Regions from separate parts of the Mus musculus genome. Here all the other regions are linked to region 1. The links are chromatin contacts, called in public HiChIP or PLAC-seq and promoter capture Hi-C maps. All regions are on one chromosome and are shown on one strand. Each heading gives the region's core, a stretch centred on a gene start, on an enhancer-like site or on the middle of the called end of the contact. The rest is flanking DNA. Distances are from core to core; before and after follow the strand shown.

Region 1 (7,788 bases), core at 3,360-5,859:
AGCTAGGACTACACAGAGAAACCCTGTCTCAAAAAACCTTAAAAAAAAACCAAAACCACGTGGAGAAAAAAAAATCTAAAACAAAATAAAAGTCCACAAACATCTAAGATAATAATGACAAGGTCTCTTTTCACTTCTTGTACCCTCTCCTGTACTGCAATGGCCCTCAACCTTCCTCACACTCACACTGCAGTAAGCCCCAACATACAGTTATTTTCGTCACTAATTTGCAAATGTGATTTTACTGCTGTTATGAATTGTAATGTAAGCCCCTAATGTAAAATGAAACATGACCCCTAAAGGGGCGGTGACCCACAGGGTGAGAACTGCTGCTTGAACAAAGCTCTTTTCCTTTCAAGAGACAGGGTTTCATTGTCCAGTGTAGACCATTCTGGCCTTGAACTTAAATATTCGCCTGCCTCTGCCTCCAAGCGCTGGGACGGAAGGTGAGTACCACCAGGCTGAGCTTGTGACACAGTTCTTACCCAGGGAGATACTCCCTGACCACTCGGAAAAGGGCTTCCTCCCAGGAGGAGCTGACACGAGCTGGCCTCCAGCTGAGACTTAAGGACCCCTGTCCTAGAAACCAGTATCCACAACTGAAAAATGAGTAACTACGGGTCACTCAGAGCACCAGGCAGTGCGAAGACTTTAACAGTCGCCACTGTCACCACTCTCGTGACTTGCCAGGCCCTGTGAGGCTCAGCAGGCCACAGCTCACCTCCATCTTTAAACTGTGCATCAGCAACCTCATTCTCAAGTGACTCAACAGCTTAAGGACTCGATTGCGTTGACAGAGCCAACAAGAGACAGAACTTCTGCACCGCAGTAGGCACCCTTCTCTGTTCCCCAGGGCCAACGACAAAGGCTGTTCTTTGAAGGACGTAAATCCAGACAGGCCTACCTCCCTCCTCTACAAATACTGAAAACACAGAGCCTAAGAAGGCCACTACGGCAGGCTGCTGAGTCCTTACCTATACAGCCAATAGTCACCACCCCATCCTTGTAGCGCTCCCTGGAGGGGCCTGTGGGCTCCATGGCTGAGTCGGTCAGCTGCTCTACCAGTACTGCTGGCCCGTCTTCCTCCTCCTCTTCCTCACCGGAGACGTTACCCCAGGAGGCTCCAGCCACGTCCCTAGCAATCTTCTCGCGCCAGCTGCTCAAGTCCACTGTTTGAAGAAGAAAACAGAGGACGTTTCCCTCATCCCCGGGCCACGATGGTTCATGAACACACAGCTGATGTCACCATCATGCCAAGAATCATGGAGTGCCAATGTGTACTGTGGCAGACCAGAGTTTCCCCAGCTTTCTCAGGACCCCACTCTGGAGTCACAGATGGAGTCTCTCCATCAGCACATCTACGACTTCTCAGGACATCAAACCACAGAGGCCCCTGCCCACTCCTGACTCTCTCCTTCCCACCATCTGGCGAGGGGTGGGGGTGGGGGACCTTATTCTACAACTTTCCTAAGTGTGTATATTAGAGGGGCATCCAGAGCCTTCCCTCCAAGGACTACATACCTTTCCCCACAGTGATAGCTTCACAGGCTCTCAGCAACTGCTCTGGTCCCAGTGCCCGAGTCCATCCTTTCCCCCGTCTCCGATTCTTCTTCAAGACTGAGATGAGAGAGTGAAGATGTGCCTCTTTCTCCTGCTGCCCTCAGGCCCACATCAGGTGCCCTTGCCAACCAACCTCTCTGTTCCCCAACCCCTGCTCATCCTCCCCCCCCCTGCCCCGCCCCGGACCCCCCCCCCACCACCACCACCACACACACACACTCTCACACACACACACACACACCCGCCAACACCTTCTCTGCAGCTCACTCACCACCACCAGGCTCCTGTGGAGTGCGCGTGTCCCGAGGGAAAGAGGTGAACAAGACAATGTGGAGCTGGGGGTAGCACTGGTGAAAATAATGCTTCCAGGCAACCACGAGAGCCGGCGGGGCCAGGTCCACCTTGTTCAAGACCAGCACCAGGGCCAGCCCAAGCTCTCCAGTTACATACTCGTAAAGTGCTGGTGGGAAGTTCACAACCTGTGACACAATTGATAAGAGGACAGAGTGACAAGAAGCGAGTCAAGAGTTTGCTGACCCCAGCTCCCTGTCACCAGGCACAGCTCTGGCAGAAGTAGATTCTGTGGTGAAAACAGTTAACCCAGCCGCACCAAGCAGGGAAGGCAAAGCAGGTATTAATAACAACCTGGGCAGGCCTCAGGGAGCTTCCTGCAGGTCATGATGAGAGAAATGGAGGCAAGTCTGACAATATCTGAGTGCACTGAGGTGATGACAGTCAGGAACAGGGACAGGGACCAGGTAAGAAGTACACAGCTCTATGCACGCGTGTACATGTCTGTGTTAGGTGTGTATGGCTGTGTACATCATATGTGCATGTGACAAGGATCAGAGATGAATAAAAAGTTCAGCTCCTGAGGCTGGGGTGCGACTCAGTGGTAAAAAGCTCAGGCCTAGTACGAGCAAGATGCAAGGCCCAGGGCTTCATCCTCGGTGGCAGAGCAGAGCAAAACAAAAGGAAATGCAAATGGTGCCATTGCCTGAGGAACACCAAGGTTGACCTCTGTGGCTTCCCAATTCCAAGCATACCGTCTACAAGTGGGATGGCAAGCACCTGCAAATCAGAGCCTTTCACACACACCCACCAAAAGGTGTAAAAAGAGCTCTCTGGCCGGGCGTGGTGGCGCACGCCTTTAATCCCAGCACTCGGGAGGCAGAGGCAGGTGGATCTCCTTGTAGATCCTGGAACTCACTTTTGTAGACCAGTATGGACAGCCAGGGCTATACAGAGAAACCCTGTCTTGAAAGCCAACCAAACAAACAAACAAAGATCTCTCTGCCTTCCAATTCCTGCCTCAGAACACTCTCATACTAGAATCATCCCCTTTCCCCCTTGCAAACCTTTCAAAGTCCTCACCGGATGTCGGATGTCAGTAATGAGCAGGACGATGTCAGACATCTCTAACACCCGCCACAGCTGCCTCCATGTCTGAAAAGATCAGAAGAGAGACTGTCTTCAGTTTGGCTGCTGCCTGAACCAGGACACTAAGATCACAGTATGTCGACTCAGTAAACACGCCACCATCACCTCCAGATTGTGCTCAAAGTAGCTGAGTTTCTCTGAAGTGTATGCCCCGTGTATCTTCCCAAGGTATTCCTGGAAGCTCCGCTCCTCCTGGCTCATTAGCTGTTCCTTGGACATCTCATAACTCCAAGGAGGCCGCCGGGGAAAGTCCAGGACTGGGAAACAAGGAAAGAGACCGGATAAGCATGAGGACTTTTTCTGGACCCCTTCTCTGGCCAGCAAGTTCCCCAGGCTGATGGCATACACAAGTAGCCCCCACTCACCTGAGCCAGGCTGATACACTTCCCGGATATCCAACTCTAACACTTCAGCACTGACCGGCTGCAACACTTGCTCTCTGGCCGCTCTCTTTCTCCTCTCCACCTCCTCCCGGCTGTCCCGTTCAAAATGCAGCCGGTATCTAAGGGGAAAGGGACCACACATCTAGTGGAGTCCTGTGACAAACAATCTCCTCTTCTGACCACAAAACTGCAAAGGTTCCTCTCCTGGTTGTTCAAGTCTCCTCTAAACAAACTCTTGACAGTCCCCATTGGAAGGCAAGAAAGATTGTGGCCCATCCAGGGAGAACCACCTTCCTTGGCTTCCAGCCTCACTAGTTCCACTTTCAATCCTTCATCGGAAGCTTTTCCTAAGGGTGAGGGCGGGGAAACTGCGGCCAGCGCCCTTCTCCTTGGCTTACCGGTTGGGGTCGTAGCCTCTGGGCCCCAGGCCCTGGGAAGGTTGCTGGTTGAGCCTGCGGATATGATGGGTCACGGATTCCCCATCCGACGTGTCCGTCTGCTCCTCCCGCCGCTCCCGGCTACCGCTGCGGCTGTTGGAACTGGAGCGCAGCCCATCTTGGAGCCCTGAGGGGAGGGGCCGGTGACGCCGGTGTAGACCGGTTCTTAGGGGACCTAAAGCCCCCCGAGCCGGTAGGACAAGCTCTTCTTCAGCCGACCCAACTTCTCCAGAGGCTCCATCTTCCCAACCGCGCGCCCCAACCCCGTCCCGGATGGGCCTGGAGGTCGTCACAGCGCCCTGTGGCAGCAGCAGCAGAAGCAGAAGCAGAGTTTCCCATCCCCCACCCTCCACCCCTCCCCGTCCCGCCGCTGCGGGAAACCCCCACCGTGGCAGCCCACGCGGGATCGCGAGAGCCCACCCACCCACCCCCCGCCCGCGGTGCCGCGGCACAGCCCTCCTCCAGAGCTGCGCAGCGGCCCCGCCCCCTCCCTGACCTCGCTTCCGCTCCCGCTTGTCCTGCAGCTGCTTCTTCTTCTGCTTCACGCTGAAGGGCTTCTTCCTCGGCATGGCCCCGGAGCCCCGGCCCGCCCTCCGCCGAGCTCCCCGCCGCCGCAACTGACTCCCCGGGGCAGCCCCCGCCGGCGGCCCGGGGCCCTGGGGAGGCGGGGCCGCGGTGACGTCAGCAGCGAGCGGCGGGGAGCGGGGAGCGGGGCGGCGGGGATGCAAGCGGCGGCACGTGAGAGTCCGCGGGTCCGGGATGCACGGTGCGGCGAGCGGGAGACGCGCGTGGGAGGCCCGAGCCGACTCCGTCACGGGCGCTACCAAGTGGCAGTCGCGGGAGGGGGGACGCGTGTCACCGCCGCCCGGCGCTCCCGGGAGCTGCCACTCACCTGGCGGGGGCCGGGCGACGGGGCGAGGACACGCCCCACCGCGCGGCCGCCTGGAGAGGATGGCCCCTGGCGGGAGAGCCGGGACTGCGCTGGCTGCCCGGTGGACTGGCTGCCCCGTGGACTGGCCTGCGGCAACAGGACTCGGTAAGGAGATTGCGGAAGAGGCAGGTTCACTGGCCACACGTGCGAGCGCGGGTGAGGAGGAAAAGCGAGCGGGACAAGGACTTTTGGAGAGAGGTCAGAGAGCACGGAGTTGTGGCTGTAGTTGTTGCCATGGTAACTGGGGCCCGGATGTGGCGACCTTAGGATGCGACAGGCCTCTCGCGTGCCGCCAGAGTCCCGAAGCCTGTCCGGTGTCTCACTGGAATGGGGTGGTGCTTTCCCACGTGGAGAGGAACTGCACAAGGGGGAGCAAAGCTTCCCCACGCGCGCGGCGGGGTGAGCGAGGCACCTTGTAGGAGCGAACGGCCGCGGCACATCCACGACCTCCCGGAAGTGGCATGGTGGGCGCCTCGGTCACCCGGCCCATCGCCCACCCGGAAGCGGAAGGAAAGCTAGTGTGCCCCTTCCTCACTGCCCTCCAAATCTTGCTGCAGCCATTGCCGCAGCCGCTATGCCGAAACGAAAGAAGCAGGACCAGCCGCCGCCGCTGCCGCAGCAGCAGCAACATCTCGCACTGTCTGAGCGGGACGAGCCTGGAGATGAGGAGGATGAGCGCCCCATGGGTGAGGGGCAGGGCGTGCACACGCCTGTCAGCCGGCCAGGGGGCTAGGATAGAATGAAATGCGGGGGAGGAGGTGCCAACGGAAGGAGGAAGGGCGCACGCGTGGAGGTGGGGTGGGACGTGGTGGGGGAGGGATGCTGGTGGAACCTGGATTGAGGGCTTCGCTTGCTTGAACCCTCAACCTCAATCTGGCTCCTAATCCTTTCTGGAGAAGGCAGGGGAGGTGGCGGCTCGGCTAAACATCTGGCTTGCGCAACCGCAGAATGGCGGGGGGAGAGGGGTGGCAGCGATGTTACAGATTGTGATGATCGGGAAGACAATTTGTGACCACACTTCCACTGGTTAGGTCAACCTTCTGTGAACTACTCCCCCGAGGGAAGGAGAGGAGAAAAAAACTATGATGGGCCAACAGTTAAGGTGAGGGATTGGGGTACGTGGAATCACTGGCATGTTGTGGATGCAGCACTGTGAGGAAAGAGCTGTTAGAGACCTCTGTTACCCTCTGATGGACTCTCAAACAACTCTGCAGAGGGACGGGCAGATGGACGGGGTGAGAGTTTGCGGCACTGCTGAGTGGATATATGACTTACCTGGTTAAAAACTGAGTGTTATAAGACCACGTAAGGACGAGGTGATCAGTCCTTTGCACCGTTCTGATGGCTGTTTTCTCACGTCTGCTCTTAGGACCACCCAGCCTTCTGGGCCCTCCCCCCATGGCTAACGGGAAGCCTGGTGATCCCAAGTCAGGTGAGGAGAAATTGGGCCCTGATTCATGTTTTAAGCCCTGGAGAAGGGATGGACCCCTAAAGACTTAAACAAAAGCCCAGGGATTGTGTGTACCTAAATGAGGGATCATATATTAACCGTTTGGAAATACGGTGTTGTCAAAATGTTACTTTCCTTCCAGATTAACTCCTAGGTCTGTCTTTATTTGTGTGTAGAAATAAATGTTCTCCATTATAGAGGCTCTAAATGGGACACTACCAAGACCAAAGTGAGAGGGCATAGCAAGATTTAGTGAAAAGCTGCAGTAGCTATGACATTGTGGTTTTCACAGAATGTCAACATAAGTTCTTAACATGTGGAAGGATCAGGAGTTCCTGGCCAGCCTCTCCTGCAATAGCAAATTTGAGACCGGCTAGCCTAGGCTACATGAGACCCTATCTGAGTGCAATCGGAGGCCTGTAGATATATGAACACAGAATTCTGTGTAAAGATGAAATCAACGAAGTGGTTCTGTCAGTAAACAAAGTTGTCTCAATTGGACTTTTTTTGTGTGTAAAACTATGAACTTTGACTTTGTAATAGTCGTACCAAATAAAAACACCAATTCTAAGCAGATTGTAAAATAAACATTCTTATAAAAAGTTAACCATGTCTCATGGTCTTAGAGTAGGTAAGCGTTTGTAAACAGCACACAGACCAGGCATACTGGCAGCAGGAAAGCTCAGAGTTCAGTGTTACCCTGGCCTATATAAGACACTGTCTATAAAATTTAAAAGTAGCCAGGCTGTGGTGGTGCACGTCTTTGATCCCAGCACTTGGGAGGCAGAGGCAGGCGAATTTCTGAGTTCAAGGCCAGCCTAGTCCGGGCTATACAGAGAAACCCTGTCTTGAAAAAAAAACAAACAAAACAAAATCTAAAAGTAAAATGAGGAAGAACAGGAGGAGTGGTACTGTGGGAGGTGGTCCAGTTGATGAAGTATTTACTTCAAAAGCATGAAGTCCTGATTTCAGATCTTAGCAACCATGTAAAAAGCAAAAACCTGGGCCCAACAGTGATAAGGCAGAGGTAGACAGACTCTAGGACTTGCTGGCTAGCAAGTGTAGTTGAATCAGAGTGTTCCAGGTTCAGTGAGACCTTTCAGCCCCTGGCACACACAGACAAAAAGCACACACACATATGTTAATCATAAAGGAAGTATTTATGAATGAACTAAATCAATAACACAGACTTATACTAATCAGATAACACTGCTAACTAGATAGACATGGAACCACATAACTACTATGTATAGTATGGAGCTTTGTTACAAAACTAAAAATAAGCCAAGCCTGGTAGCACATGTCTACAATTTTGAAGGGTGAGGCAGGAGAACTTTTGCGCTATGAAGCTAGCATGGGCTACATAGAGACCCTATTTAACAAATTAAATAAGTACAGTTCCGCTTCTGGGTTTATATTTACAAGAATTGAAAGCATAGTCTTTGGGGATTTGAGTTTTTGTTTGTTTTGGTTTGTTGTGTTATTTATTTGCAGTGAGGTCTCACTGTGTAGCCTTGGCTGTTTGGAGCTCACTGTACAGACCACACTAGACTTGAATGCAGAGAAAATCTGCCTGCCTCTGCTCCC
Region 2 (7,788 bases), core at 3,684-6,183, 1.1 Mb after region 1:
GACAACTAGGCTTCTGCTTTCCTGTCTGTGACAGAGGACCCTGTTCTGTTTTTCCAAATGGCTTTTCTTTTCTTTCTTTTTTTTTTTTTGGTTTTCTGAGACAGGGTTTCTCTGTGTAGTCTTGGCTGTCCTGGAACTCACTCTGTAGACCAAGCTGGCCTTGAACTCAGAAATCCACCTTCCTCTGCCTCCCAAGTGCTGGGATTAAAGGTGTGTGCCACCACTGCCCTGCCCAAATGGCTTTTCAAGACAAGATTTCTCTGTGTAGCCCTGGCTGTTCTGAACTCTGCTCTGTAGACCAGGCTGGCCTTGAACTCACCTGGCTCCACCTCCCACGTGTTGTGGCTGAAGGTGTGTGCCACCACTGAGAGGGCACATTTCAGTGCTGCTCTCCTTCCCTCACCTGACAGATGCCCTGGCAATTCTTCATCCACTACCTACGTGAAGATCCTGACCTTGGGCACTTTAGGGAACTCAAGGAAGTGCTATGCTGCAGAGAGGGGAAGGGAGGAGCCTCATCCTTACCAAGGGAGCCCCAGACAGATTTGCCAGTAGCAGCGTCCAGCATGGGCTGTTTTCGGGCTATGTTGACTTTAAGCTGCACAGATTCCACCTGGGTCCCATTGAGCTGTGGGACAAGAGGGGAGGGGACAGAGGACGGGCATTACATGGAGCCAGGTGCTGCTGCCCTGGGAGACCAACCAGGAATGTGAGGATGAAGGTTTTCTCAGTCAGGAGAAAAGTTTCCTCTAGAAGCAGATATTGAAAAGAAGAAGCAGGAGGATGACAGGAGGGATGGGAGGAACGGTCTGAGAAGTCCCAACCTCAGCAACAGCCTGATCTGCAGACTCCATCTTCTCGTAGGTGACGAAGGCACAGCTGGGTGAGAGAGAAAGCAGAGTCAGGAAACTCCATGGAGACCAGGCAGCTCCCTCCCCGGGATGTTGCTCATGCTTACTTTCTGGGTGGGTCCATGGAGAGGTCGATGATATTTCCAAAGGGAGAGAAGGCCCCGCGGAGGAGGGTGGGCGTCATGTCCTCTCCATACACATACAGTGTGTTCCCCTTTCGAGGGGCCCTCCGTTCGGGGAATGAGTCTGACCCTGTGGGTTAGGAACCACAGTCATTACTGGGTCCACCTCACCTTCTACTTAGCAGGACCCACCTAAACCCTGGCTAAGATCACTCACTGCGGAAAGGGCCCTCTCGGTCTCGTTCCCGATCTCGGTCCCGGTCTCTGTCTCGATCCCGGTCTCTGTCTTTGTCTTTATCCCGGTCTCTGTCTCGATCTCGATCTCGGTCTCTGTCTCTCTCTTTGTCCCGATCCCTATCTCGGCTCCGGTCATGACTTCGGTCCCTGCTGCGGCTTCGGGGAGGGGAGGCTGAGGAGCGGGCGCTACCATGCTCTTCATAGCTCCAGTCAAAGCCTCGAGGTGGGCCATCACCAGCCCCGGGGGCCTCTGCTTCTTCTCCATCTTGTCCCAGTTCCCGAAGCCGATCACTAGAAGACACAAAGCTGGGGAGAGGCAGACAGTAAGGACCAAAGGGGGTTCGACCTTCTTCCAAACCTTGTGGAGTCAACACTGCCTCTGCAGCTGGCTCCTCCCACTCTAGCCCTGAACTTTCCAGTCACTCTGGCCTCTGACCCCACACCAAACGGTGCTCTCTCTGACCTTTCATACAGAGATTTCCTCTGGGGACGTCTGGATGGCTAAGGGGAAAGAAAAGACAGAGAACAATTCAAATGATTCCCAGGTGCCGGAGTTGGTCCACAGTGTGTGGGTCTCTTCTTGTCCCCAACCCTGGCCCCACAGAAACCATTACCTCCTGTAGGTCCTCATCAGCAGACATGCTCCTCTGGAACGGCTGGAAAGTGGGGACAGGCCCCTTCTCTGGGTCCTGGAAAAGGGCAGATACCCATGTTAGCGTGGATCAGGAGAGCTCTTCCCTCTCTCTTCTCTGCTTCTCTTTTGCTCCTGTCACTCTTATGATGATGTGCTGGACCGGTTGACTGGTTTTTCAAGATAGTGCTTCTCTGTGTGGCCCTGGCTATCCTGAACTTGCGCAGTAGAACCAGGCTGTCCTTTATGTTAGAGCTCTCGGCCTGTCTGCTCCAAGTGCTGGGATTAAAGGTGTGTGCCACTACATCAGCTGATGTGAGTAACTGGTTTCATTACTCAAACCTCCCTTCAATCCAAGAAGCACAAATATGGAAAAGAGATGTGGGCATCACCCAGGCTTTTTTTTTTTGTTTTGTTTTTTTTTGTTTTGTTTTTCGAGACAGGGTTTCTCTGTATAGCCCTGGCTGTCCTAGAACTCACTCTGTAGACCGGGCTGGCCTCAAACTCAGAAATCTGCCTGCCTCTGCCCCACAAGTGCTGGGATTAAAGGCATGTGCCACCACACTGGGCTCAGGTTTCTTTGTGATAGACAGAAACCTAGCGCTCCAGTGGGCTGCAGTGGCAAAAACTACTTCTGAGGCTGAGGCCAGAGCATCACTTGACTCCATGAGTACAGTCAGACCCTGTCTCAAGGAACAAGAAAGAAACACCCTAAACTCAGAACAGCACAGGTTGCTCATATGTGAGCATGCATGACTTCCCCCACCCACCCCCTTCCAGCTGATGCCAGGACGTTCCAGACAATCTTCCTGTGTGCTCACCTTTAACTTCCCTTCCAGGGTCCGAGAACGTTTGAAGCCTGAGTTCTTAGTTTCAGCCTTGATGGCACTGATGGCTCCTGACTTCACCAGTTGTTTGGCCTGTTCTGTTGCTGTGGCAGTGTCCACCACAGGCTGCTCTGACAGTGCTGGGGAGAGAGGGAGGGGGAAGGAGAGAGGCATTCATTATGCTGGCTGTGGAGGGAAGCCCTCTGCTGCTGCCCCCTGGACTCTCTGTCTCTGTCACTTACAGCGTTTGACACCGCCCTGGCTCGCTGGGCCGCTGCTGCTCTGCTTCTTCAGAGCCAGCAATGCCTTTTTCTGGAAAGGAGAGAGGTCTGTCAACCAGGGTCTGGTTCCAGGGCCAGTGTGTGTGGCATCCTGGTCCTGGAGTGGCTCATCCTGCTTCCACATCCTCACGAAGCCCACAGTACTTAACCTAACCAAACTATGGTGTCCAAGGCCTTCCAGTCTCACATTTTGGAAACTGAAAACCAAAAACACCTAAGCCCTACCATATAAGCTGCAAATAAGACCTGAATCCTTGGGGATTTTATCCACCCATCTCCCATCTTCTGCACATTTAATGAGGCCATGCAGAATCAAAACACATAGTTCCCACCCTTAAGGAATTCAGAACCCAGGAAACAATGGCTAGACTGACAGCCAAGAATAATCAAGGGCACTAATCACTCAGGGCTGAGTATAAGCAACACTTTCTGATGCATAAGCAGCTAGTAAACTGAGACCTCACAGAATTACCCAACACAGACAGAAAAGATACTTTAGACAAAGAAATTGGGGTTGCAAAAATGCAGAGGAGGTTTTGGAAGGCAGGTTTTAAGAGAAAATAATTCTCTCTTTTGACAGGTATGGTGAGCTGATATTTCAATTCTATACATGATGTGAAACCTCGGAAGTGTTTTCAATGGATCAGGTGTGCCTTCAAAACAGCAAAGCCAGACCCTGTCAATGAGAAATTACTCAGAGGTTTCACTAGTAAGGAGAGTGCTGAGGACGGTGTTGTGCACCTAGAGTTCCACTTCCTGAGAGAAGCTTAGGGAGGAAGATACCAGGAGCCCAGGAGTTGAAAAAACAAAACAAAACAAAACAAAACAACCCACCCAACCCGGCCACATACTGAGATCCTTGCCAGGGGTAGTGGTAGGGGACAAAGTGGAAGAGGAACTTAGAAACCATCGACAGACTTGACAAATGTTTTGCTGTGTAAATAGTACAGAAGCCAGAGGTGAGGCAGAGCCATTCCAGGCTACCCAAAGCCACATATTTTCAATCCAGCCTGGGCTAAGTGTGAGACCCTGTCTGAGGTGGAGTGGTGTGTCAGAGATGAGAGATTTTAAGGCCTATTAAATGCAGTTGGTTATCTAAAAGCGAAGGGAGGGAGGTAGAGCAGACAGGAGGAGCACATTTACTTGGGCATTTGATGGTTCACAAGGCTCTGGGTGGTACTGAAGCCACAGGGACGATGATAATTCCATTGGGGATGACCAGAGAAGAGGGAGGGTTCAAATAAGACTGGACGATGCTGCCAAAGCTCCACTGAGAGGTCCCCTTCCGGTAGGAGGCAGGAGGACTCCCATGGCCTTACAGTCAGCCCAGGTGTCCCCAGAGTCTGGAGAAGCCGGGCCACCACGCTTAACTAACTCCTACCTTCTTCTTGAGTTTGTTGAACTTCTTCTGCAGTGCCTCTTCCTCTTCACTCAGCCCCGGAGGTATCACCAACATGTTGGCTCCTGGTTCAAGGGCAGAACCCAAGACATCATTCTCTACTGTCACCATTCAAAATTCACACGTCGTCCAACTTGCGTCCATCCTGTATGCACCCCAACCTCCAGGCCCGCCTACTCCAGCCTCTGGCCTTTCCCTAACCCCTCGTTCCTCCGAGGCTGCTTGTCCAGCCTCCTGTTTATGGTAATCAACCGGCATTCCCGCCTATGTCCAAGGTCCAGACACTAGAGCCTTGGGGTACCTCAGCCCGGAGAAGGGAAAGCACTCCCTGCGACGCCAAGGCGATGGCTCCCGACCCCCATGCCCAATGGGGTTAGGTCAGCCAACCTCGGGGTCCGATGGGCAGAGAAGGCGGCCGGGCCCGCGTAGCGCTATCTGGGCAACCAGAGGAGGAGGAAGAAGAACCAGGGGCCGCGCGGGGAAGGCGCGAAAGATGTGAGACGAAGCCCTCACCTGAGGGGGCGGCGCCCGGGCCCGCGGTCTCCGGCGCCGCCGCGCGGGCTACTGCGCGCTGGCTCGCGGCGATGACGTAAAGGGGCGGGACACGCGGTAACCAAGGCGGCGAGTCGCAGTGACTTCCGCCCGGCCTTGCCCGGCTCCGAGTCAGGCTTCGGCGCCGCTCTCGCCCACGCTCCCGGCGGGGAGTGGTGGAGGAGGGGGCGTGTCGGAAGTAATTTCAACTTCCGCCCTTCTCGGGGCGGGGCCGGCTCCGTGGTTACTCTGAGTTTCCGGGCTGCTCGGGAGCTGCCGCGGCTCCAGGATGATGGAGACGGAGCGACTCGGTGAGGGGGAGGGGAGGAGAGTGGACGGGAGAGGAGAGGAGAGGAGGGGAGGGGAGGGAGGGGGGTCCGCGGAAAGGACTAGTTAGTAGACAGGAATGACTTGTGGCTTTTAACCTGTGACCTTTCCCTTGTAGTTCTGCCTCCCCTAGATCCCCTGAACTTACCCCTTCGAGCTCTGGAAGTGGGGTGCACTGGCCGTTGGGAGCTGCTGAACGTGCCAGGGCCTCCAGAGAGCACTGTGAGTGACTTTTGACCCTCACCTTTGACCTATGAGCCTAAAAGAAATTCCACCCTGCTCACAGGAGGATGTAGCTTGACACTGTCATCTTGGCCTCCGGCTCATGCTGGACAGATCCCACTCTACTGGAACTCCAGTAGGTCGGAGCGGGGAGTGCTGGAGACGCGAGCTCTCAGAGCTGCCCCTTCACCTGTATCTTTCCTCCTAGGAGGTTCCTTCTCTCTGCATAGCTCAGAGCACTTGGCTCTTTTAAACTGAAGCCTGGCGTGGCTCACACCCTTATTCCCAGCACTTGGGAGGTGGAGGCAGGCAGATCTCTTGAATTGGAGGCCAGTTTGATCTACATACCAAGTTCTAGGCCAGCCAGGGCTATGTAGTGAGATCTCATCCCCAAAACAGAAAGAAAAGAAGCAGAAAATTTAAGACTGGCAGAATGACTTATTAGCCCAGAGATTCTCCACCTTTGATTCACTACCCATTTGAGGGTGGAATGACCCTTTGACAGGGGTCACATCACATATCAGATATCCTGCACACCAGACATTTACATTAAGATTCATAACAGTAACAGAATTACAGTTAATAAGTAGCAACACAATTATTTTTCGGTTGTGGTCAGCACAACAGGAGAACCGGTGCATTAAAAGGTGGCAGCATTTGAGAAGGTTGAGAATCACTGGCTTAGCCTATTAAAGCGCTTGCCCATGCAAGTCTGATGAGACACACGTAAAGGCAGCGAGAGAGCCAGCTCCACAATGTGGTCTTCTGACTGCCATGTGTGCATGCGTGTACCCATGTCCACCCATTACACACAGACCTATACATACTAACACATACTACTACAAATAATAAGAATTCTAAAATGCGAATTCTCAGTTGAGCACATAGCTCACTTGGTATAGCGCTTGCTCAGCATACACAAAGCCCTGGTTTTGATCCCTGGCTCTGCATGATAGTCAGGTGTTGGTAGCTCATGCTTGTCACCCCCTCACTTGAGAGGGGGAGGGATATGTGTACACACACACACACACACATCAAGTTGGATGCAAACATGGGTTTCATGAGAGCCTCTCTCAAAATAAGAATGCAGATTGCTGTGTCTGGCCTCTGTGTGTCTGAAATCAGTGATTTACCTTAGTTGGTATCCTGGGACATCTACCATTGGATCTGAACACAAGTTCCATCGCCTCTTTTGTCTACACGCTATCCTTTATTAACCAACTTAAGGTTTCTTCTTTTTTTTTTTCTTCAATTTATTTATTTATTTTATATACGAGTAAACTGTAGCTGTCTTCAGACACACCAGAAGAGGGCATCGGATCTCATTACAGATGGTTGTGAGCCACCATGTGGTTGCTGGGAATTGAACTCAGGACCTCTGGAAGAGCAGTCAGTGCTCTCAACTGCTGAGCCACCTCTCCAGCCCCCAACTTAATACTTCCTATCTCGCCCTTGTCCCAGCTCCCCCATGGCCTCCCTCCATGCGCCCCAGATCTGTGCCAGGAAGCAGAGCAGCTGTTTCTGTCGTCTCCAGCCTGGCTTCCTCTACACGGTGTAGAGCACTCAGCTCGGTGAGAAGTCTGCAGCCTCCCAGATTGGAGAGATGGACCAATGGAAGGAAGCTGGGATAGGGAGAAAGCCGACTCCAAAATTCCTTTCCTTCTCTCCAGAAAATGGCAGAGGAAGACGGATCCCTGGTCACTCCTGGCTGCCGTGGAGACTCCAGTCCCATCTGACCTTCAGGCCCAGAGACACCCAACCACAGGCCATATACTGGGCTATAAGGAGGTGAGAGGTCAGAGGCCCCAAGAAATGGAATTGGGAGGAAGGGTCAGAAGCAGGCTTGGTCTCACTGGTTATCCAACCTCTTGTCTCAGGTCCTGCTGGAGAACACAAATCTGTCAGCTACAACCTCCTTGTCCCTTCGCCGGCCTCCAGGGCCAGCCTCCCAGTCGCTATGGGGCAATCCAACACAGTACCCTTTCTGGCCAGGTAAGTCATCTTTGATGGTGGTATAAGGGAGAATGTCTAGGGGATGGGCCCCTGCTCATACCGAATTTTCATATTTCCCCAGGTGGGATGGATGAGCCCAGCATAACTGATCTGCATACTCGGGAGGAAGCTGAGGAGGAGATAGACTTTGAGAAAGGTGAAGTGGCCCTCAGGTCGCTGCCTGGCTTACTGTGTCTGGGGAGAGCCCAGCAGGTTGCTGCTAGGCTTCCTGTACTTTTACAAGTCAGGGAAACAAGCCTCCTTGCCCACAAGCGAAAAGGTGTCCTCTCTAGTAGCTCTTAAGAAATTGGCCACAGCTGCCATGAACATGCACAGAGTACTGTGAATGTCTGTGTCCTATGATGTAT
Region 3 (7,788 bases), core at 1,818-4,317, 1.0 Mb before region 1:
TACCAGATCCACAGGTGGGTAAAAGACCTCAACATGAACCAAGGTTCAAGAGAATCTAGGGCCTGCCACTTCCTTTACCGGACCATCTCCTTTCTGCTGTTGGATTTCACTAGTAATCTCTCCATGTTAAGTCCTCTATTTTGCTCTACCTGTGTTCTGAGAAATCTCTCACTGAACCTGAAGCTCTTCAACTCAACAAGAATATCTGGCTAGAAAGCCTCTGGGATTATTCTGCTGACCTTGTCTGTCTGTCTGTCTTCCTTCCGTTTGTTTTAATGTGGAGACTGAAGATCCCACATTGGGTCTTCAACTTTGTGCAACAAGTACTTTACAACATGCCGAGCCATCTCCCCAGTCTTTCCACCCATAATCTTTCTTTGGGGCTTCTATAGAGCAGCTAACATACTACCTACCCCATGGAGCAGCATGTCTTTAGTGGTGTCTCTTTCTACTTTTAGAGCCTTCTGGTCTGGATCCCAAGGCTAATGGGACTCTATATTTCCCAGGCACTGGGCAGTTGGAGGGTTCCTACATGAGCCCCAGAATTTGATACTGCTTCTTATAACAAAAGTATCTACTCTAAAAAAGGTTGTCTTCCTTGATGGTTCAACTGTCCAAATTCTCCTTTCATGATTGACAGCTTTAGTTCCCTCAAAGCCCAGGCCATAGAATTCAGGGCTCTGATTACCTGTTTCCTAGCTGCCATTGTTTGGTAATGCCAGGCTGGTCCTAGGCGTTTGACTTCTATTCCAGACTGCTTCTAGCCACAATTTGTTGGTGCCCACTTCTAGAAATCTAAGGTTTAAGAAAAATAGATAATATCAGCAAAGGGAGAGAGTAAGGAATAAGTGCCTCCGTAGCACCCAGTTACTAGCTTCCTGCACTGTGGTAGAGCCTTCTCCGCAGTACCAAGAGAGGTAAATTGGCTCCATTTTCACAAACCTCAAGAATAAGCGTTAAGTCATCCATTCTAGGATGTGTGATCCACGGGAAAGTAAAGTTTAATTCTAGATTCAGTACCACTGAAAAGTACATACCTGAATGCGTCACATACCACTCTGAGTTTTGTCTCTTCATCCTCTGACTTGATTTCACTGGAAAGATGAGAGCTTATATCTCTTCCAGGACCAGAAATTAAAATATAGATTCTGTGATTTGAATGTGTGTGTGGTATCCTGGGGCTCAAACCTAGAAGCTTATGCCTGCTAACCAAGTGCCACTGAGCCTTATGCATACCCCTAGCTCCATGACTTCAATGTTTAATATATAGATACGATATTTCCAATGGACCTAGCCTTTGATGACCTCTTAAGCTGAAAATGTCACTAGGTCAGAAATGCAAGTAATATGCCTACCGAACAGAACCTTATAGCTTAGTAACAAAGTACACTGACAGTGTGTAGTTTCCTTTCCTGATCTACTAGCTGTCTGGAAAGTGTAGCCTGTGACTACTACCCAGCATAAAGGACTATCAGAGTATCTATCTATCCCTATGCACCACATAGTACTAGTCTAGGGACGAGTTAAATCAAACCCCAAAATAAGCTGTCTGACTATGTAAGGCCATCCCATCATTTTGGATCATTTTAAGTCTTGGCAGCGTGAGTCCAGTATCACATGTACAGCACAGTGATAACAACCCAATATCATTTAAATTCTTTGTTCACTCTGAAATTTTTTTAATTTCTATTTCTCCTCTCTAGATGCAGGGAAGCATAAAGGCACAGAGACTCGTGGCCCTTTCTTTTCCTCTCAATTCTTTTGCTACGTGAAAGTGCCAGCAAGGAACAAGGCATTCAAGGAATCGCTAGCTCTGATCCCCAAAAAAGTTGCCAGGAAAGCTGCATTCTGAGGTTGATTTTCTTCCTTCCTTCTGTCTGTCTCACCTCTCATTATTCTTCCGTTGGAAAAAAAAAAAAAAAAAAAAACATTCCAAACAGTGTCTTCCAGGACCTGTCCATACAGTTCTATGCTAGTGTCTTCCAGGACCTGTCTTTAACCATTCTCAGCAAAGACCCCTTTATCAACAAGTCTTAACAATAGCATAAAGATGCGTGGTGACCTAGACGATTACCTAAACACTAGGAAGGCTGAGACAGGATCTCCGGGAGTTCTAGGACAGCCTGGGCTACAGAAAGCATAAAACATCATCAACAACAGCAGCAGGAGCTGCTGCACATTCACACAAAGCAGGGAGTGGTCTTTAATATAGATACAGGCTGATTAAGGAGACTGACAGGTGTTGGGTACCTCCATCCACCTCCTCACTCATTTACCTCTGATTGTTCTTTCCTGGTGCAGGAGCCCTGAGAAGGCAAGAGACTAAATAAGACTTGGCTGTTGATTGGCCGGAGGTCAGGTCCCGTCCCTCCCGACTCCCACCCCCCTGGCATGGGAGATGGGCCAGGCCTGGCCTCACCCTTCCACTGGGTAAATTTCTGGAGGGACTGTGCAGACGTCTCTCAACCCTGAGTGCACTCCTCCAACTAAAGCCCATTCATTGTTTCACAAATCTGAGGAGTCAGCCCCAATAGCACAAAGGAAGCTAAGACAGGAAGATCAGGCAAACTTGCCACAATACACCCCGTCTGTCCGGCTCTCTAAAATCTGTGGCCCCGCCGCTCTCACGCACAATCTGACAAGAAATGCCCGCCGGCTTTGCCCGGTCAGCCCCGGTCCCAGACTCTAATCCCCCGAGGTTTCAGCCACGTGAGCCTTTCCACCGCGGAGCCAGGCGGCTTCTCCCACCCAGGTGTCGGGCCCTCGTGGCTCCACCGAGGGAGCGGCTCCACCCGGGTCCCCGCACGCTCTCACCGCGCTCGACAGCCCTACTTGAGGCTCGGCAGTCCTGCCGTTCCCAGCGCTCGGCTTCTGAGCCGTAGCCTCGGACCACAGCCACACAAAGGGCTGGGCGCGCGTTCCAGCCTCGACCAGAACGCAGCGGCGTGAAACCCAGGAAGGGGCCCTTGCCAGAAGTCAGGAATCCGCTACTTTGTCCCTCTGCTTCCGTTCTGCTCCGTCCGCAGGTAACACATCTCAAGTGGCTGTCTGCCAAGGTCAGAAATTTAGATCTGAAGAAGCCCAATGCCTGAATGCCACGCCTTCTCGTCCCGCCTACTGTTGGTCTTCACTGGTCTCAGCTGCGCTAGGAAATTCCATTTCCTAAGATAAGTATTTACTCCTGGGGTGGGGAATGGGAGTGGGGGATGGGGGTAGGGGGTGGTGGGAGGGACGGGTGACTCAATTTCCGTAATTCCTTGTACTAGGCAGCTGAAAGTGAGTTCCACGCCTGCCTGGGCTACACAGTAAAACACACACACACACACACACACACACACACACACACACACACACACACACACACACACACACACACACACAAATAAAATAAGGTAAGACTAAAGAAAAACTGGAACACTTCGCAGACAAGTAAAGTGGGCCGTGGAGCAACATCTTAGCTAAAGTAAAATCCAAGAAAGCACAGGAGACTTAGACTATAGTTACAGGATAGCTCAGTAGTTAGAGAGGATTCCAGGACACCTAGCACAGAGAGACCTGTAACCAGGGAACCCCACACTCTTCGTTTGGTACCATCCCATATGTGGCATTCACTCATACAGACTCAGGACAATAAAAATAATGATTAAAAAAAAAAAGATACAGACACTTCACAGGTATCACATCACGGTCAAGTCGTATTAGTGTTTCACATACCAAATTCACTTCAGTCTCTCTCTGTAATCCTTTCTTTTGTTTGTTTGGATTTGTTTTTAATAAGTTCCATTGGAATTATAACACTTAACCCAGGTCTCAGGCAGCCAAAGCACAAACATAGTTGGGGAGGGTGATAGGAAAGTATAGAAGGTACTAGGTTGCTGGGTGGTGGTGGCGCTCGCCTTTAATCCCAGCACTTGGGAGGCAGAGGCAGGCAGATTTCTGAGTTCAAGGCCAGCCTGGTCTACAAAGTGAGTTCCAGGACAGCCAGGGCTATACAGAGAAACCCTGTCTCGAAAAACCAAAAAAAAAAAAAAAAGAAGAAGAAGAAGGATTGAAGCAATCCATATGTAACAGGCCTGTAGTGAGGTAAAAGAACAAACAAACAAACAAAAACCACGCTTTCCGTCAATAATGAACTGTTTCTCACCCTGACTTCAAATTACCTTATTTACAAAACTGAGCAACCATAATTAGCTGATTTAGGTTCTTCAACTTTAAATAAATAAATAATTTATTTATTTATTATTTACTTACTTTCTTAGAGACAGCTCTTCCTAGGAACTCACTATGGAGCCATGCTGACCTTGAATTCAAGACCCCCTCGACTCAGTGATTGAGTGTATACTGGCTTCTGGTCCTTAATTCTTGAGGTGGAAACACCATGTTGGCCAGCAGGTAGCCCCAGCACACAGTCAAACACTATAGGACAAATGAAACCCTTACAAAGGTTGGTTCAACATTTTATGCTGGCCACTAGGCTGTTTCCAGCTGATGTTTGATGTGCTAAGAACCTCTTGAGAAAGCCCAGGCACATTCTAGCCCACTGCACTCCACCTTTATCTAGCTCAGCATCCTTCTTCCCGTGCTTCGCTGATGTCTAAGAAATGCTTCTGTCTATAAATCTTTAGTTAACTACACTCGTCCGCATAGCACTGGGTTTGTCGCCTCGCCTCTTCAGTTTCAGCACCTCTACGCTAGGTGAAAACTTGATTTAAAGAATGTAGAAAAAATTATCAACTACTAAAGAGAACATCTCTCATGTGTGGTAGTACATGCCTGTCATCCTAGCACTTGAAAGATGGATGAAGGGGGGATCAAAGTTCTCAGCCACATAGTGAGTGAGTTCAAGGCTAGCCTGGGCTACTTGAGACTCTATCTTAACTAGGAAACCATTAGATGTGTGTCATTGATTCCCTGCCAGAGTTTGGGTTCACATTATATAGAGAGAGATCTGAATAGGGAGCCAGACATAGTCATACACAATTCTAATCCCAGCACTTAAAGGGCTAAGACAAGAAAATAGCAAACTTTAAGTAAGGATCATCCTGGGCTACGTAATCAGTCTCAGGCTAGCTTAGACTATGAGACCCTGTCTGAACAATCAACTTGATGAACTTGAGAGATTGGTAAAGCATCTCTCTCTCTCTCTCTCTCTCTCTCTCTCTCTCTCTGTGTGTGTGTGTGTGTGTGTGTGTGTGTGTGTGTAGGTACTCCTAGAAACAATTATGTCATAAAGTTTCCAACCTCATGAATAGTTTAATTCATTTGTGGATTTAAAGTTTGAATAGACTAATCCAATGGGAGGTTGTAAAGCTGTGGAAGCTAGGACTTAGTTGGAGGAAGTAGGCCACTGGAAGATGTATCTGGAGACTAAATCTTGCCTTGGCTGCTTCCTGTTACTGCTCCACTATTTCCTGTGCTTTCCCATACGACACCCTCCATGACATGAGTGAGTAAAACATCCAAAACTGTAAACAAAATAGATATTTTGTCCAGGAGGAAAGAGATCAGGCCAGAGAATGGAGAGAAAAGGACGGGAGAGGAAAGGAGGAGAAGGAAGGAGAGGAGCTGCTTGTGGCTAGATTCATGCTCGTAGAACAAAATCAGTCCAGGGGCCATGATGATTTCCTGAAGACATTGTCTTTTAGCAGGATGTTGGTAATTGCCCTGGGTATAGTTTTCAGTGTTTGTGGGTTTTTTTTTCTTGTTTTCCTGTATTAAATCAAACAAACGACACGACGGTGAACAAAAACCACCCAGCAGTGGTTAAAAGCACTTTCCACCAGGCCTGACCATCTGAGTTTGAATCCCAGAACTTGCATGGTGGAAGGCAAGAACTGACTTGCCCAAGTTGTCCTCTGACCACCATGGTGAGCAAGAACTGCAAGTCTCTGTCTGGTCTTTGTGTCTGTGCTGGATAGTTTTATATCAGCTTGGTACAAGTTAAAGTCATCTGAGAGTAGGAAACCTCAATGAAGAAAATACCTCCAGGGGGCTGGAGAGATGGCTCAGTGGTTAAGAGCACTGACTGCTCTTCCAGAGGTCCTGAGTTCAAATCCCAGCAACCACATGGTGGCTCACAACCATCTGTCATGGGATCCGATGCCCTCTGGTGTGTTTGAATGCAGCTACAGTGTGCTATAGTAGTAATAAATAAAAATAGTAGTATAATAGTAGTAATAAATAAAAAGAAAAGAAAATACCTCCATAAGATCAGGTTATAGGCAAGCCTGTATGGTATTTTCTCAATTAGTGATTGATGGGAGTAGAGCCCAGCTTATTATGGGTAGTACCACCTGTAGGCTGGTGATCCTGGGTTCTACAAGAAAGCAGGCTGAGCAATCCAGGAGCAGCAAGCCAGTAAGCAGCACCCTCCATGGCCTCTGCATCAGCTCCTGCCTCCACGTTTCTGCCCGATTTGACTCCTGTCCCGTCTTCCTTTGATGATGAACAGTGAGTGATATGAAGTGTGAGGAAAATGAACCCTTTCCTCCCCAACTTGCTTTTTGGTCATGGTGTTTCATCAAAACAATAGAAACGTTAAGGAACACCTGTAGGTATTTACCAACCCCTAAGCAAATTACTGCAGCCCCAGTGGCTCTAGTATTGACAGTATTCAGATCAGGAGGCAAGCATGGAAGGACTGAGATCCAAATTCTGAATATAGTTGGCAATGTACTCAGTGTAGAATGTTTGGCTAACATACAGAAAGCCCTGGGTTTCATCCCCTGTATCATAAACAAACAAAAATCTGAACACAAACTCTATCCAAACTCCAGGCTGACTACTAAAGTAAGTACTCATGAGATGTAGAGAAACCGGACCATGAAGGAAGTCTGTCCCTATCCTGGTGCAGACACTATCCTGGTGGGACTTGCAAATCTGCACCTTTTTTGGGGGTGGGGGTGGGGTGTTTTGAGACAGGGTTTCTCGGTATAGCCCTGGGGCTGGCTGTCCTAGAACTCACTTTGTAGACCAGCACCTTTCTATTCACCTCCCCACCCCCAATCAACACACCTATAAGCAGAATACTTGTAATCTCAGAATTTAGGAGAGAGGATTGCAGCACACTTGGGTTACAGGGAAAGACCCTGTTTAAAATTACAAAACAAACAAAAAACCCTTAATGGCATAAATCACTAACCTCCAGAATTTTTAGCTGTTCTTAGATTTGGAAGTTTTGGAGAAATTATAGAAACTAGATGACCATGGAAAGGTGCAAAAGCTTGAGCAGAAACTGGACAAACCTTTGTTCATCACTAAGTCACACGGATGCAGAACAAACCACTTAAATATCCTGTCCCAAAATGAAGCTAGAGGGTACAGGAAAAATGGAGCCTGAATGTCAGACACTGCACACAGACACTCCGGGTACGTTAGTTAACACTCGTCTAAAGAAAAAGCCTGAGGATGTAGCTCAGTGACTGACAGGGTGTTTACTTAGCTTATGAGATTTAAGAGCTCAAGTTTGAGGCGGGGTAACATAGTGGCATCTTGTCTAAAAAAAACCCCAAAGAACCAAAAAACATACCGCCTCCAAACAAGCAAACAAAAACGAAAAAACGGAGGCAGAGGTAGGTGGATTTCTGAGTTCGTGGCCAGCCTGGTCTACAGAGTGAGTTCCAGGACAGCCAGGGCTATACAGAGAAACCCTGTCTCGAAAAAAAAGAAAAGGAAAAATGAAAAAATCTCCAGCAATCTTAAGAGAAACCTAACACACATAGTTTTTAACCTGACATGCAAGTGTACTTTCAAGCAAAATATAAACTCATACCTATACAATACAATGAA
Region 4 (7,788 bases), core at 3,154-5,653, 1.0 Mb before region 1:
TCACTCTGTAGACCAGGCTGGCCTTGAACTCAGAAATCACCTGCCTCTGCCTCCCGAGTGCTGGGATTAAAGGCGTGCGCCACCACTGCTGGGCTTTAAGTTATTATTTATGTGTATGTGTGAGTATATGTATCTGTACTGCCTGCATGAAGGAGACTTCAGAAGTCAGAAAACGTGTGGGTCCCCTAGAACTGGAGCTAGAGATAATTGTGAGCCACAGTGTAGGTGCTAGGAACTGAACCCTGGTCGGCTACAATAGCAGCTAGTGGTCTCAACCACTAAGCCATATCTCTAGCCAGTTCTTTTTATAAAGTTTTGCTTACTTATTTGAATTTGTGCACATGTGATTTGTGCATGTATCTTTGCCTGCTTGAGTGTATGTGCACCATCCCATGGAGGCCAGAACTGAAGTTACAGGCAGTTGTGAGCCACCATGTTGATGAGAGGAACTGAACCTTCCTTGGTCCTTGGAAAAACCAACAAATGTTGTTAACTACTTAACCATCCTCTACCCTTCCCCCATCTTTATTTTGGCAGGGTCTCACACTGTACCCTAGACTGGGCTGGAACTCACTGTGTAGCTGTGAATGCTAATCTTCATTGTCAGATTGACTGGATCTCAAATCTCACAGGAAATGTCTGTGAAGGTGTTTTCCAGAGACTAACCAAAGGAGGGGAGAGCTGCACTGTGGGGGGAGCTGCACTGAATGATTTGGGGGCCCAGATTGAAGACATGGGAGGGAGAGGAGGAAGCCAGATGAGGGGCAGCATCCCCACACTCTGCCCCACACTTTGGAACTGGAATTGCTTGTGAGCCACAGCCTGGGTGGTGAGAATCAAACCAAGATGCTCTTAACCTGGGCCAACTTTCTAGCCCCTGCATTTACATTTCTATAAGCCCGCTTCAAAAGCATCATGAAATGCTACTGTAACCTCCTCAATATCTGCATCTATTCTGTGACCCTCATCTATACATATATTTACAGTGTGATATGTCATATTTGAGAGAATATTAGTAATTAAGATTGGAATAAATGGATATGGGTTTGCTTCAATTAGATTACCAAGGAAAGCAATATTACCTGCCAAATTCTCACCATGGAAACTGAATTCACTTATTGAATTTATTGTAATTCAATTGTGACATTTTGGAAACATACAAGCTTGATCATTTTTCTTTCTGTTTGTGCTGTTTGGTTTGGTTTTTTGAAACACTGTTTCTCGGTGTAGCCCTGGCTGTCGTGGAACTCACTCAGTAGGTCAGGCTGGCATGTACCACTATTGCCCAGCCTCATCTATGTTTCTTTGGTTGAGAAAGAGTATCATGTAACCCAGGCTGGCCTCAAACTCATGGCAAACCTCCTTTCTTAGCCTAACCTCCCACATGCTTGTTCTTCAGTGATGAGCTAAATTTTAAGTATATTTTTAAAATATTACATTAATTCTGAAAAAATTTTTATGTGGATGTGGGGAGAAGATCAAGTTGTGTGATTCTGATCGAAGGTTCCGTCAGGAAAACAGTTTTAATGTGCATTCCATAGACCCAGACAAACTCTTTCTCATAAAGAAATCAAACAGTACAACAGAGTTTTTAATACGGTTTTTTGCTTCTTTGTTTCCCATTTGTGGTAACTTATACTTTTATTGGTTTCCTTAAAACTAAAAGTAGGCCATCACTGGGGAAGAGAGGCCCCTTGGTATTGCAAACTTTATATGCCCCAGTACAGTGGAATGCCAGGGCCAGAAGCAGGAGTGGGTAGGTAGGGGGGCAGGGCAGGGGGAGGGTATAGTGAACTTTCGGGATAGCATTTGAAATGTATATAAAGAAAATACCTAATAAAAAATTTTTTTAAAGAAGTGTTAAGTGAGACTGGAAAAAAAAAAAAACAAAAAAACAAAAAAATCCAAAAAACCCAAAAAACTAAAAGTAGGCCGTTAGAGATGGCCCAGGAGCTAGAGAGATGGTTCAGCATTTAGGAACCTGCTGTTCTTCCACATGGTGACTCACAACCCTCTGTAATACCAGTCCCCGGGGGTCTGATGGTCTCTGTGGGCACTTCGTTCATGTGGTACACACACATCCATGCAGGTAAAGCACATAAAAATATAATAAAGATGGTTTGCTTATGGAGGGAGGGAAGGCTGCTCAGTGGATATAACAGAGCCTCTGTAAGCATTTTGACAGAGACAAAATTACATGACAGTTTCTGTTCTTCAAGGTCTCTCAGGAGACTCATTGAGCAGGAAGAGTTTACAGGAGAAATGAGGTCAAGTTTATTCAAAGACCTTTCATGAATCCCCTAGAGCTTGGGTTATAGGTGGCTGTTGGATGGAAATAAAAAGGAAAGGAGAGGAAATGGCTGGACCTAGGTATGGCGAGGAAAAAAAAATATTGCAGATAAGAGGGAGAGGACAGCTAGAGGCAGAGACATTTGGGAGAGTCCAGAGTGGCCTTGGTGACTGAGATGGGCCATGTGGGGAGATGGGGAGGAGAAGGGAGAGAAGAGGGAAACCAGGTGTAGCAGCCAGGAGGTCAGAGGTACAAAAGGGAGCAAGTAACTAAAATGCCGAGATTATGGACAGGGAAGAGTCTAAGGGAGTTGGGGGAGGGAAGGGTACTTCAGCCATACCCTGTTGAGGGTAGGTACTCAAGGACAGAAGAATCTGGAGGCCACTCCACTTTGGTATGTTAAACAGGCACCTCTGCCATTTGTCCCAGTTGGAAACTTAACAGCTGTGAGCTGCAAGATTCTGGGAACTGAACTCAACACATGTTTTACTTTTTAGCCCAAGTAAGATTGATGGATGCACCCTGCTTAACATCTGTTTGAAGTCCTCCCTAATCTGTGAGAGCATACAGAGATCCTGAAACAAAAAGGTTGGGACTTCCTGACACATACAGCTCTCTACCAGGGTGCTGCATAAAGGGTTTACTGTGGTAAAGGACTCTAGGTGCAGGAGGAGGGGCTGTGGGTAAATTATCTGGTCTAGGATCTTGCTTTCAAGCAGTCTAAGGATTGAAGTTTCCTTGTGGCCCCAGGGTTCATTTCTCTAGTTTACACACCGTCAGTTCTCAGGAGCTTCTGCCAGTGTTAGGCAGCTAGACAAGCGTCACCTGGCTTAGGGGTTGTTAAGAATGGGCCCGCTCACACACATCCATTTACCAGTTGAGAAGGGTAGGGGTATCAGGGCTTTTGGGTAACTTGACTTTGGTCAAAAGAATGGAAACTAATCTCCACTTCTGACAAGGGTGGAGACTATGCATTCCGATCTGTCCCAGAGATTAGAATATTGCATACCAATGCCCCCTTCCACCTTCTTTGGGAGCTAATCTAACTAGACTTGTTAATCACCTAGCCAGCAGACAACCCCTCTGGAAAGCTGGTCATTTGAAAACATGCAAAGGAAATGGAAGGAATAATAATACCCCAAATGAAATAATGTACTTACTACGTTCCTGAAGTATCCCCCCAGCCCTCCCCCCAAATCCACTTCCTTGTAGATTAACTGCTGAGTCTGTTTGCTTTCCTGATTTATAACTCAAGGGGTTAATCCTTTCTTTTCTCCTTTCTACAGCTGCTTACCCTCCCCCATTGATGACCCTTAGCCCCTGCTAAGATTATGGTTTGCTAGTGTTGTTGCCTTCCCTCACCCCTCCCCCTCCCCGCCATCCCGAACTAATGAGGTGAACCTGGAGCGTCCTTCTGACTCTGGCTTGTTATTGGCTTTTCTTTCTTTTCTTTTTAATCAAAAACACTCTAAGAATCCACAAATGGGAAACCTCTTTTCCCCAGTAATGTTTGGACACCCACATGTTCACTTCTGTTGTGTGTGGGAATTTTGTAGAACCACTAAGAGTCATGATCTGCCCCCACACACCCACAACGCTATAAAACTTCATAGACAGGGATCTTGCTCTTCAAGTTCTCCAAACACGGAGGATGGGGTCCGTGGTGCTGCACACCCTCTTTCCATTGCTGGCGACCGCCCTGGTCCCAACTCAGGCCAGCGCGGGTGAGTGCAGGGTGGAAAGTGAAGCCACTTCTGTGGGGAGGAGGGAGGAGGCTGGGCAGCAATAGCTCAGGGAACGCTAAGTCTCAGCGGCTGTCTCCCAACTACACACCCTCTGCCAGGCTCTCTTCTCCAATCCGTGTCTGGAGCCCTGTGTGCTAGTTCTCCTCCCAGCAAGTCCGCTTGTCTCCAGGTCCACCTGGGTTGACCCCCGCACCACCCCTAGGCTCACACTCCCTGCGGTATTTCACCACCACCTTGTACGATCCTGGCTAAGGCAAACCTCGGTTCACCGAGGCTACATGGACAACATACAGATCACGAGCTTCAGCAAAGACTTGGAGAGTCAGTGGGTGGAGCCGTGGGTGCCATTTATAGCTCAGGAACCTGAGCATTTGGAGGAGCTGATGCGCCTCGCCAGGAGGATCTTAATACTCGGTCAAATCGAACTGTGGACCCTGTTCGGCTATCATAGCCAGAGAGAGAATGGTGAGTGATCCTATATGGAAGGCTAGTCTATAGTCTCCGCATATTCTTATGAAATATGTACCTTGGGCTGGTGAAATCTGCAAGTTCCTGCAATCCTGGAGAAGCCTGCAGAAATTTACTGTGGTTTCATTTCAGTTTGAAGTAGGCTTTGACCAATCACGAGCAGGCTGTGTGCAATGAATGGGGCTAACCTGGGACATGGTGCTGACCACTTTGGCCTCAACAGAGTCTCACACTGTCCAGTGACTAATCGGCTGTGACATAGGGCCAGACCATCACCTCCTCCGTGGGTATAAGCACATCACTTATGAAGGCCAGGATTACATCTCTCTGACCGAGAGGACCTGCGCTCCTGGGTTGCAGTGGATACCGAGGAGTCTCAGATCACTAGGTGCAAGCAAGAGGCATCTGGTTTTGTTATATCATGCACATCTTTCTTGGAGGGAAGGTGCGTTGAAGTGGCTTCTCAAATACCTGGATAAAGGGGAGGAGATGCTGCAGCATGCAGGTTTCAGGGGTAGCTTCTATTGGCCCTTGAGCAGACTTTATGCCAGGACCAATTCCTAAGCCACCTATTGTGAAATACTGTCCCCCAGGCTCCACACAAGGCTGTTACTGTTTCAAAATCAGAAAAGCTGTGATTACCCTTACTGGGGATTCTAGCCATTCACACCCTCCTATGTTCCCCAATCACAAGGAATCCTACTAGCCACATCTGGACTTCAGAAATATTAGTGTATATGGGAACTAGAAGGTTAATTGATGGTATGGGTGTAGTGGCTGATGCCTTTAATCCCATCATTGAAGAGGCAGAGGCAGGCAGATGAGTGAGTTGGAGGCCAGCTTTGTCTATATAGTGAACTTCTGGATAGCCAGTATGGTAATGGTGTGTGTGTGTGTGTGTGTGTATTAATTGATTGAATTCATTGGTGGCACACTCCAGTGATCTAGCTTTTGTGAGTTGTCATTCATGCTGGAGTGGGCTTTTCAGTGTTGTAGGTGTTTATGAGTATTAAGTAACGCCTCACTCGTGTCTGTAAGTAACCTTCAATGCATTTATGGGATTGCCAAACTGTGTTGGATGGTAAGGATGGGCTTTGATGGGATCATTCATTTGGTCTGTTGTTGGAGTCCTGTCTGGGGTGAATAGATATCTATCATATCTCTCCGGAGAAAGTAATAAAATACTCTACACCCAAGTGGGGACCCAGCAGGACCAAAATGGGCTTGGGAGGATCAGGTTCACGGTTACTGGGATATAAGACATGAAATTGAAGCCAAACCATCCATGGGAGAAATTACTGATGTGTCTCTGCTTTCTCCATGTGGTGTGGAATGGCAGCGGAGGGTTGCAATGCACTTGGTGTGGATGATTGGACTCACATCTGAGACTGCTCCATCTGAAGGTGTATCGATACCTCGACATGGCATGCTATCTATCACAACAGCAACAGCAATTTCTGAAATAATACTTGTGGGGCAGGATCCTAAGCAGACAGTGACAGCAGTTGTGTGTCCTTTGCTGTGGGCAGTTGAGACTTGCAACTGGGGCTTAGCCATCTTCCCAGGGCTCTCAAGGCTGTGGGACATAGAAGCAGATGGGGTCTGGGTGATGTAGAAGTAGAGAAATTGAGTGTTGTCACTGCTCATTCCTCTCTGAAAGAAAGGTTGCACAGTCTGAGGCAATACAAAGGAATCATTGGGCCAGCAAGATGTCTCAATGTTTGGTGCTTGCCATAAAGCCTAACAACCTGAGTTTGGAACCCTGAGCACACATGGAGAAGGAGAGAACAAGTTGTCTTATGACCTCTAGATAAGTGCTGCACATGTATAGGGGTACACACACATATTGGTCTGGAGCAGAGGAAGCCTCCCTGATTTCCAGATCCCACAGGATCCACCTGAGCCACAGGGAACATTTTTACATTGAAAGCACAATAGTGGACTCCATCTTTTCGTGGATGAAGGGGTACCAGCTCTGAAAAGAGTGAGTGCCAGTCCTGTTTTGATCTCAGTCCCCGTTTCTGCCAATGTTCACAGATCGGGAACAGATCCAAGGAATAGATATTTCTTCATCCTAAGTCCATGCTGTGTAAGAGCTGCTGTTTCAATTTTCAACCCAACTATGGGGATGATCACATGACTAATGCTCATATAGTCCACAGGAGAGAACAGAAGGTTGTTACCCTCTGACTCTTCTCCTCAGACTCCCCCCAAAACAAATGTGGCCCATCATTCAACGCTTGAAGGTGATGTCACCCTGAGATGCTGGGCCCTGGATTTCCACCCTGCTGTCATCATCCTGACCTGGCAGAGGGATGAGAAGGACCTGACTCAGGACATGGACCTTGTGGAGACCAGGCCTGCAGAGGACGAAGCCTTCCAGAAGTGGGCAGCTGTGGTGCTGCCTTCAGGAGAAGAGCATAAATACACATGCCATGTGCAACCTGAGGGGCTGTCTGAACCTCTCATCCTGAAATGGAGTAAAGGTAGTGTGTGTAGGTACAGAGTCTGTCCTTGGGAAAGCAGGAACCCTTCTGCAGACCTTGAGCATATCCCTTAGTTCTATCCTCCTCTCCCTTCTCTCTTCCAGAGCCATCTTTTTCTCCCACCACACCCATCACGGGGATCACTGCTGGTCTGGTTCTCCTTCCAGTTTTGGTCACTGGAGGTGCGCTGCCATAGTGGTGAGGAGGGAAAGTGCAGATAAGGATGGTGTTTGAGATTTGGGTTTTCCTGAGATATTTCAAGCCCTGGATACAAATGTGCCAATTTTCTGTTTTGTTACTATAAAGTGTATCCATTAGTGTGTCTTAGCCACTTAGCGGCCTTTTTTTTTTTTTTTTTTTTTAAACCAACTGTGTAAGGAACACCTGGAAATAGAGGAGGGGGTGGTGCTTCACACAGAGGACTCTACTAATGTGGACACAAATCTGAGGCAGGGTCTCCAGGAAGAGGGAACGGGCCTCTGGGAGGGCACTCCATCTTTTTCCTATACAAATCCTTTCTTCATGTTTTTTGACCCTGTTCCAGGTCTGTCTGCAACCATACCCCTGGAATATTGCCTGAGGTCTAGGACTAAGAGTTTCCTCTGGAACCAAATCGTTCTGCATTCTGTTCTCTGCCTTTATCCTCCCAGAGATGGAGAAGGATGTTAACTTTATTATTTTTATCATTTTATCTCCACCCCTTAACCTCAAGTCCCAGCACTGAAAGTCTCGAAAGGAAACAGAGACCTAGTCCCTCCCTCATTCTGTTAAACAACCCAGCAGCTGGGCACAGCCTGAG

Evidence for each region. Promoter capture Hi-C pulls out the DNA fragments that hold promoters and counts their contacts. HiChIP or PLAC-seq counts read pairs in DNA pulled down with a chosen protein or histone mark.
Region 2: a contact with region 1 is called in a promoter capture Hi-C map of pre-B cells, with 2.8 times the contacts expected there. The contact joins the promoter of Nelfe here to the promoter of Gnl1 in region 1.
Region 3: a contact with region 1 is called in a promoter capture Hi-C map of second pharyngeal arch cranial neural crest. The contact joins the promoter of Zfp57 here to the promoter of Gnl1 in region 1. A contact is called at or near these places in 5 of 39 promoter capture datasets (the 3T3-L1 cell line, cranial neural crest, hippocampal neurons and 2 more) and 2 of 115 datasets of contacts at active chromatin or transcription factors (embryonic stem cells and extraembryonic endoderm stem cells).
Region 4: a contact with region 1 is called in an H3K27ac HiChIP or PLAC-seq map of embryonic stem cells, with 3 times the contacts expected there. The contact joins the promoter of 2410137M14Rik here to the promoter of Gnl1 in region 1. A contact is called at or near these places in 2 of 39 promoter capture datasets (cranial neural crest and hippocampal neurons) and 4 of 115 datasets of contacts at active chromatin or transcription factors (all in embryonic stem cells).

What each region holds. Positions count from the first base shown.
Region 1 is chr17:35,976,776-35,984,563 of GRCm38.p6, reverse strand. Gnl1 (guanine nucleotide binding protein-like 1) reads right to left here and starts at 4,609. Exons shown (of 12, transcript NM_008136.2): 1 at 4,317-4,609; 2 at 3,782-3,947; 3 at 3,366-3,502; 4 at 3,106-3,257; 5 at 2,935-3,006; 6 at 1,832-2,039; 7 at 1,522-1,617; 8 at 975-1,169. The coding sequence starts at 4,389. Prr3 (proline-rich polypeptide 3) reads left to right here and starts at 5,269. Exons shown (of 4, transcript NM_145487.4): 1 at 5,269-5,437; 2 at 6,121-6,183. The coding sequence starts at 5,326.
Region 2 is chr17:34,847,536-34,855,323 of GRCm38.p6, reverse strand. Nelfe (negative elongation factor complex member E, Rdbp) reads right to left here and starts at 4,933. Exons shown (of 11, transcript NM_001045863.1): 1 at 4,736-4,933; 2 at 4,331-4,413; 3 at 2,911-2,980; 4 at 2,663-2,808; 5 at 1,825-1,899; 6 at 1,674-1,711; 7 at 1,191-1,516; 8 at 959-1,103; 9 at 825-879; 10 at 526-628. The coding sequence starts at 4,405. It overlaps Skiv2l (superkiller viralicidic activity 2-like (S. cerevisiae)), which reads left to right and starts at 5,120. Exons shown (of 28, transcript NM_021337.2): 1 at 5,120-5,190; 2 at 5,325-5,428; 3 at 6,890-6,999; 4 at 7,099-7,216; 5 at 7,306-7,420; 6 at 7,503-7,577. The coding sequence starts at 5,169.
Region 3 is chr17:36,997,804-37,005,591 of GRCm38.p6, reverse strand. Zfp57 (zinc finger protein 57) reads right to left here and starts at 3,067. Exons shown (of 5, transcript NM_001013745.2): 1 at 2,815-3,067; 2 at 2,277-2,306; 3 at 689-795. The coding sequence starts at 706. It also overlaps a transcript of H2-M5 not described here.
Region 4 is chr17:36,977,852-36,985,639 of GRCm38.p6, reverse strand. 2410137M14Rik (RIKEN cDNA 2410137M14 gene) reads left to right here and starts at 4,403. Exons shown (of 4, transcript NM_029747.3): 1 at 4,403-4,500; 2 at 6,707-6,989; 3 at 7,094-7,171; 4 at 7,534-7,788. The coding sequence starts at 4,498. The coding sequence ends at 7,658. It also overlaps the pseudogene H2-M4-ps and a transcript of H2-M5 not described here.